2 separate regions of the Triticum aestivum genome follow, and region 1 is linked to region 2. The links are chromatin contacts, called in public Hi-C maps. All regions are on one chromosome and are shown on one strand. The core of a region is the stretch at or near the end of the contact, and the rest is flanking DNA. Distances in the headings are between cores, read along the strand shown. Region 1 holds the start of LOC123145541 (probable galacturonosyltransferase-like 9). Region 2 has its middle 21 kb from the start of LOC123145539.

Region 1 (3,964 bases), core at 1,201-3,700, 110 kb after region 2:
CTTTCGGCTGGACCCAAAATGGGGTCTTCCTTTACATGGAAAAGTATCATTGCAAGCATTTAGACCATCAAACGTAGTCGCATTTGCAGAATTGGGAACGGTGAAAAGGTTAATATTTGGGAGGATCATTAGATACCTTCAAGCCCTTCTAGGAGAATTATCACTCCAAGGAATGGGGTACTTATCACAAAGGTTAACGAGTTGATTGATCCTGGACAGAGAAGTGGGATGAGGAACTGATACGAGATATTTTTAACCCAGTAGACGTCAATCGCATCCTATAGATTCCCCTAAATTACAACTCTTTTGAGGGCTTTGTTGTTTGGTGTGGTTCATCTTTCGGGTTCTTCTCTATATGATCAACATACCATTGTGAGTGGAATCACCAGTTTAGAAACACTATTGATCATTTGGTGGGACCTGCAGCTCCTAATCCAGTCTGGTCAATTCTATGGAAGGTACAAATTCCTCGAAAAATTAAGATATTCAGTTGGAGGGCTTTACATGGCATATTACCTCTTAAAAGTATTCTAACCAACAGGCATGTCGGATCAGCTGATCATTGCCCAATTTGCTCACACGAACCAGAAGATGTTATGCACTTTGTTGTTCGGTTGTGCTCGCGCCAAGGAACTATGGAGGTTGTTGGGACTGTCGTAAATAATCTCTGAAGCCACCACCGAAGACAGGTCTGGGTCAATGTACTTGAGCATCTGTTCTGTCGTCCTGAGTCCAGTATGCCAAACATGATATCAGTCGGTTTAAAGGAAGGAATCTGTACAACATGCTGGTATTTGTGCTGGATGAGGAGGCAACAAACGCATCACAACAAAACTTGCTCAGTCCCACGAAATGCAATGACTATCTGGGCCATTTGCCTAAAATTTGAGAGACCCCTTACGCTGAAGAATGGGCCAGTTATTTGTAGGGGCAGGAAGTAGTAGAAGCCAATTCCGGGTACAGTTAAACAACATGTGGATGCATCGTTTTTGGCTGATGAGTTGAGAGGACCCACGGGTGTGGTCATTCGAGAGGAATATGGTGTCTTCTTGGTGGCCTCCTGCTCTCCAATCCCCCATGTAGTTGATGCACATATGGCTACGTCTCTAGTTATGAGAAATGTGTTGATGTTAGCTAATGATATGGGGTTCCATTCCATGCAAATAGAATCTGATTCAATGGAGGTGATTAATACTTGCTCAGGGCAAGACAAAATTTGGAACAGAGCATCGACGATTTATGCCGAATGGTTTGCTTTTTGTCGGGTGTGACAGGATCTGTTCATTTCTTACATTGTACTCCATCAATTCTTTTATATAAGGTGTATTATTTTTGGCACGGTGATCGAGGCACGTAATTATAGACTATTTAGGTTGAAATTACCCTTGTCTAATTCCTTGATTATCGGTAAGTAATCATTTAGGCTTGGTAAAGAAGAGATACACACAATCGGAAGAGATATAATTTCCTTTTCTTTCTCTACAAGGAGAGATACATGTAATCAGAGGAGATATACTTTCCATTTTCTACAGGGCCAAGAACGGAATTACGGGGAATTAGACCAAATGCACCTTATATTGTGGAATTCTATCCAAAAAAAAAACCAGATACACCTTGTATAAATAAAGGAACGGAATAATAGGGTTGCAAGTGTAGCTCATAAGGTTGCCAAATTTTCTTTTGATCATAACGAGTTTTGTAATTGGGGTCGATGAACCACCAGGTTCCTGGCTGATCCCTTGGCAAACAATGTAACTATTTTACCAAATCAATAAAGTAAATCATGATGGCATTCCCTTAAAAAAAGTGCTTGAGATGTCGTTCTTTTTTGTGCGGCGTCCTTCATTAATTTATTTATTTTTAATCATCACAAATAATGGCAGCCTTGGTTGCAAGAGATGATGCTAAGAAGAGGTAGGATATTTTGAGAAATTGTCCTCTCCAAATAGAGTAGAGTAACGTGACAAGCGTCGTCACATCGACCAATGTACAATGCCCCAACATGCATTACTTATATTCCATCTGGGTATTCGATTATTATAGCATAATTGGTCGTATCTCATCTTAGCTGCCTCCAGCGGATCACGGGTAACTTTGGTTGATTGATTATTCCATTCCGTCCTGCAGCTTTCGTTGCCAATCCCTTGCACAAGCAGTAACTAAAACCTTTTCTCATCGGCACAGATCCAAAACGTGCGTCCACTTGGCGCGGGCACATGTATAGTATACGTACTGTACTCGTATGCGGCACGATCCGATTCCGATTTCCTTCCCTTTTTTCGAGAATTGACCGATGCAATTCCGATTCCGGTTTACTTATAACCCGCAAAAAAAATATATAACCCTACTAAACACGGATTAATCAAGCGATGACGATCGCCGAGGCCGAGCGCCCTCGGGGCCCCACGCGGGTATATAACACGGGGGCTTTATTGGTAGCGCCACATATAAATCGCCCCCAGGAAAACAAACCATCGGAGTTGGGGGGATCCATTCCATACCAAGGAGCGACGGGAGGAGCCAAGGAGGGATTGGTTGGAACAGACGCCGACCACTTCGTTCCCCTCCCCTCCCCAACCCAACCAGAGAGAGAAGAGAGAGAGAGGAAGAGCGAGCCCGACCCAGGCCCCCCTCGTTCCCACCGGGCGAGAGAGAGAGGGCGGGGGGAGGGAGGGAGAGAAAGAGGGGGAGCCCTAGCCGGCGGCGGCGGGGGCGATGGCCGCGGCCGCGCCGGCGATGCGGGCCGGGCTGGCGGCGTTCTTGTTGTTGTTGGCCGCATCGGGGGCGGGGGCGGTGGGGGCGGAGGGGGCGCTGCCGCGGTTCGCGGAGGCCCCCGAGTACCGGAACGGGGAGGGGTGCCCGGCGGCGGTGGCCGGCGCGGGGGTGTGCGACCCGGGGCTCGTCCACATCGCGATGACGCTCGACGCGCACTACCTCCGGGGCTCCATGGCCGCCATCTACTCGCTGCTCAAGCACGCCTCCTGCCCGGAGTCGCTCTTCTTCCACTTCCTCGCCGCCGACGGCGCCGCGCCCGGGGTGGCCGAGCTCCGGAGCGCGCTCGCGGCCTCCTTCCCGTCGCTGCGGTTCGAGATCTACCCGTTCCGCGCCGACGCCGTCACGGGGCTCATCTCCGCCTCGGTGCGCGCCGCGCTCGAGGCGCCGCTCAACTACGCCCGGAACTACCTCGCCGACCTGCTCCCCAAGTGCGTGCCGCGGGCCATTTACCTCGACTCGGACGTGCTCGCCGTCGACGACGTGCGGAGGCTCTGGGAGACGCGCCTGCCCGCCGCCGCCGTCGTCGCCGCGCCCGAGTACTGCCACGCCAACTTCTCCCGCTACTTCACCGACGCATTCTGGTCCGACCCGGACCTCGGCGCGCGCGTCTTCGCCGGCCGCCGCCGCGCGCCCTGCTACTTCAACACCGGCGTCATGGTCATCGACCTCCGGCGCTGGCGCTCGGGGAACTACCGCCACCGTGTCGAGCAGTGGATGGAGTTGCAGAAGGAGAAGCGAATCTACGAGCTGGGCTCCTTGCCCCCTTTCTTGCTCCTCTTCGCCGGCGAGGTGGAGGCTGTCGACCATCGGTGGAACCAGCACGGCTTGGGCGGCGACAACATTCTTGGTAGCTGCCGCCCGCTCCACAAGGGCCCTGTTAGCCTGATGCACTGGTCAGGCAAGGGCAAGCCATGGGATCGCCTCGACTCCGGCAGGCCTTGCCCGCTCGACCATACATGGAAATCATACGACCTCTACATTGGCGACGGTGATGTGTCGCAAGCTTCGGCGCCGTCCTGGGCCTCATTGTCATCATCGGCGTTGCCGGCGTCGGTGTTTTCTTGGTAGACAGATATGGGACACACGATATAATTTTTTCATTTGGTTGTGGTAATGCAATTGCCTTGCGATGCATATCCATTGCCATCACAGCTGCCGTCGCAAGCCGGCTGCCGCCTTCGGCTGTACA
Region 2 (4,016 bases), core at 412-2,911:
CTTTCGAAAACGGAAAAAAACGCGTTTTTTCTTTTTTTTTCTTTCGCGAGAGTCACGGTTTGCTTCCGCGAGAGGCACGGTTGTGCTTTCGCGAAAGTCACGGCCGTGCCTCTCGGAAAAGGAAAAACAAAACGCATTTTCTGTTTTTCTTTTCTTTCGCGAGAGTCGCGGTTTTGCTTCCGCGAGAGGCACGGTTGTGCTTTCGCGAGAGTCACGGCCGTGCCTCTCGGAAAGGGAAAAAAATACGTGTTTTCTGTTTTTTTTCTTTCTTTCGCGAGAGTCACGGTTTTGCTTTCGTGAGAGGCACGGTTGTGCTTTCGCGAGAGTCACGGCCGTGCCTCTCGGAAACGGAAAAAAATGCGTTTTCTGTTTTTTTTCACGAGAGTGATGGTTTTGCTTCCACGAGAGGCACGGTTGTGATTTCGTGAGAGGCACGGTTGTGATTTCGTGAGAGGCACGGGCGTGCCTCTTTCGGAAAGGGAAAAAACCGTGCTCCCGGTTCGTTTTCCCGGTTTTTTCGTAAAAAAAAAGTTCGTTAAAACCTATCAACATGGGATCTAGTTTTAAAGATCTCGACGCGAGGAATCCAATGGTGAAAACGGTTCAAGATTTGGACGCATGGTTTAGGAGATAAAACGTTTTGAATAAACGGATCTACGAAAAAAGGGAAAACTCCCAGGTTGCGACAAGTGGCGCGCTGCATGTGCGCTACTTGTCGCGACCTGGGAAAGTGAAGTGTTCTTTGAAACGAGTACTCCTTAATTAGTGATTTCGGGAAAAGCGCATCCCCCCGCCCCCCCTCCTCGCACGCGCCCTGTTGGGCCGGCCCATGCACGGGGCGGGACGCCCCCTTTTTTTGTTTTTTCTTTTTCTTTTTTCCCTTTTTAAAATAATCCAGGATTTCAAAAAAGCTCCAGATTTCTAAATAGTTGTGAATTTTGAAAAAGAATGTTCAAAAAATCATAAAATGATCGTGAATTTAGAAAATAAAATATTCATGATCTTGATTTTGTTTCAAGAAATCGTAAAATGTTCGCACATTAGAAATATGCTCGTGATTTTGAAAAATGTTCAGATATTATGTTCCCAATTTTAAAAAATATTCGCATATTCAAACAATGTTCATGAACTAGAACAAAATGTTCCGAATTCAAAAAATGCACTTGAAATTTGTAAAAATGTTCACAAAAAACGAAAAAATGTTCGTGAATTTGAAAATATTCCCAAAAGTTCAAGGAACTTCATCGGTTCAAAAATGTTCGTTGATTCAGAAAATGCTCATGAATTCGAAAAAATGTTCTTACATTTCTATAAACTGTTCACAAAATAAATAAATGTTTGTTATATTCAAAAATATTCATGACTTCAAAAAACTGTTCACAAATGCTCCTGCCACATTGATCATCTTGGGCCTCCACTCGCGCCGTCGCGTGTTCCTTTTTCATCGCCTCATGTCCACTATGCTCGGAATAAAATCTTTGCTCGAAACAAAATCTTCATTGTCCCTCATGTCCCCGTCGCCCCCGTCGGCCGGATGACAGGTACCGCCGAGCCGAGGCACCGACCGGAAGAATTGTCCAGTTCCGAGCTTCCCAGCCCCTGCTCCCGTGCTCCGTCTGCGGTGCTAACCGAACATGCGTGGCATCAGCACCGGGGCCACACGTTGCCATGCATGGTCACTCGTGGCAACTGCACGTTGATGTGCTGCATGTCGACTGATCTAGGTGCTGACGCCACAACACAAGGAATTTCGTAGGCTCTTAAAACCCTCGTGTTGTTACACGCTACTCGCACATTGGCATGGCTGTGGCAAAATTGCATACAACATGATTCTTCTTTCTTTGCAAAATTGCATTGACAGGGACAGCCCTCTTTTTACGCGGGAAATAACAGCATGGGATATTTGTTTGCAGGGCATCTCCGACGCCGACGCATAAACTTCCCGTAACCGTCGTTAGAACCGACGCATAAACTTCCCGTAACCGTCGTTAGAACCGCGGAAGCTATCCATCGCGGCCCTTTATCGGTCTGCGAAGCGATCCGGACACGATTCTTTCTGCGAATCGAAGACAAAAGTAGAAAAGGTTTCTGGGAGTCTCGACCGATCACAAGCCCGTTTTTTACCACCTCGCCACCAGAAGCCCCTCACACCTCCCGCGTGTTTTTGGTCGGCACCCGCACTCATACCCGCCCAGAGCGAACGCGATCGCTCACTGGCGCCGGCATTGAAGCGGCGCGTCGGCCGAGAGAGCGCCGCTCGCGCCGCTTCCCGGTACAGGCGACGGTCGCGCGTTCAAACGACACGACGGCCGCCCGTCCGTCCGTCTGCCGCCCGCATTGATGACACGCGATTGCTGAGGCGTCTCCTCCGACGCCACCCGTTCGTCTGTCTGCCGCCCACCGATGCTATATAAACCGCTGCTCTGGTGCCCCGGCCATTACACTCATCCCTCTCCACACCACTCCCCGCCATGGATCCTTTCGCGGCCAAAGCTCTCTGAGACGGGCTGACACCGGAGCAGAAGCAGGCCCTGGCCGCCATTGCTACCGACTGGCAGATCGGCAGGCAGCCAGAGGACGTGCAAATGGAGGACGCCTCCTCCGACGAGCCAGCGCCACCCTCCACTTCCTCCGCGGCACCTTCCTCTTCCTCCACGGCACCCTCCTCCTCCGCTCCACTCTCGCCGGTGCATTGCACCCTTAGAGCATCTCCAGCCGCGCCCCCAACAGCCCCCCCAGGCGTTTTTTTGCCGCCGGCGCCCAAAAATCGGCCCAGTCACCCCCCAGGATCCGGTTTTTCACCGGTTTGGGCCGAAACCGGCGCTAGCGGACCCAGGCCGAACCCGGCGCGCTGGGAAGTGCCTGGGGGCGCCAGGGAAAGTGAATTTGGCGTGAACGGGGATGGGCCCGCCGAGTCAGCGACACGATGCTTCGTCGTCCTCATCGCCTCGGTTCTCGCGGGAATCAATGCCAAGGCTGTCGGGCTGCCGCGCCAGTCAGCCTCCATTGATGCCTCACGGGCGGCGCAGTGAAGAACAGATCGCCTCCGCCAACGGCATCATCCCCCGCGGCCACCTCAACGGCGGCGCGAGTGGTGGGGCGTGCCTAGCCGCACCCTCGAGGCCGTCCTCGACCACATCGAGACCGGCAACACGTCGCGCCTCGAGTACCCCTCGCGCTCGTCGTTCTCTCACCGTCGTGGCAGCTCTTGGATGCCGCGGCGAATGGAGCCGGGGACGTTGATACGTCTCCGTCGTATCTACTTTTCCAAACACTTTTGCCCTTGTTTTGGACTCTAACTTGCATGATTTGAATGTAACTAACCCGGACTGACGCTGTTTTCAGCAGACTTTCCATGGTGTTATTTATGTGCAGAAACAAAAGTTCTCGGAATGACCTGAAACTCCACGGAACGTCTATTTGGAAATAATAAAAAATCCTTGCAAAAGATGAAGACCAGGGGGCCCACCCCCTGGCCACGAGGGTGGAGGGCGCGCCCTCCCCCCTAGGGCGCGCCCCCTACCTCGTGGGCCCCCTGGAGCTCCTCCGACCTCAACTGCAACTCTATATATTTGCTTTCAGGGAGATAAAAATCAGAGAGAAGAATTCATCGAGTTTTACGATACGGAGCCGCCGCCAAGCCCTAAAACCTCTCGGGAGGGCTGATCTGGAGTCCGTTCGGGGCTCCGGAGAGGGGGATTCGTCGCCGTCATCATCATCAACCATCCTCCATCACCAATTTCATGATGCTCACCGTCGTGCGTGAGTAATTCCATCGTAGGCTTGCTGGACGGTGATGGGTTGGATGAGATCTATCATGTAATCGAGTTAGTTTTGTTAGGGTTTGATCCCTAGTATCCACTATGTTCTGAGATTGATGTTGCTATGACTTTGCTATGCTTAATGCTTGTCACTAGGGCCCGAGTGCCATGATTTCAGATCTGAACCTATTATGTTTTCATGAATATATGTGAGTTCTTGATTCTATCTTGCAAGTCTATAGTCACCTACTATGT

What was found. A called contact is a pair of places that touch in the nucleus more often than the background predicts.
Region 1: a contact with region 2 is called in a Hi-C map of leaf, with 7 times the contacts expected there. The contact joins the promoter of LOC123145541 here to the enhancer-like site in region 2. A contact is called at or near these places in 2 of 5 Hi-C or Micro-C datasets (leaf and an unstated tissue) and 1 of 1 datasets of contacts at active chromatin or transcription factors (leaf).

The regions. Positions count from the first base shown.
Region 1 is chr6D:423,065,526-423,069,489 of IWGSC CS RefSeq v2.1, forward strand. LOC123145541 (probable galacturonosyltransferase-like 9) reads left to right here and starts at 2,451. Exons shown (of 1, transcript XM_044564971.1): 1 at 2,451-3,964. The coding sequence starts at 2,716. The coding sequence ends at 3,843.
Region 2 is chr6D:422,954,785-422,958,800 of IWGSC CS RefSeq v2.1, forward strand. No RefSeq gene overlaps it. Among protein-coding and RNA genes, the nearest start is that of LOC123145539, 21 kb to the right of the region's middle. Within about 2 kb of position 1,662, at least 1 of the 8 cell types and tissues checked has an H3K27ac peak or open chromatin away from gene starts, as enhancers often do. A contact at or near this core is called in leaf, where this site is marked.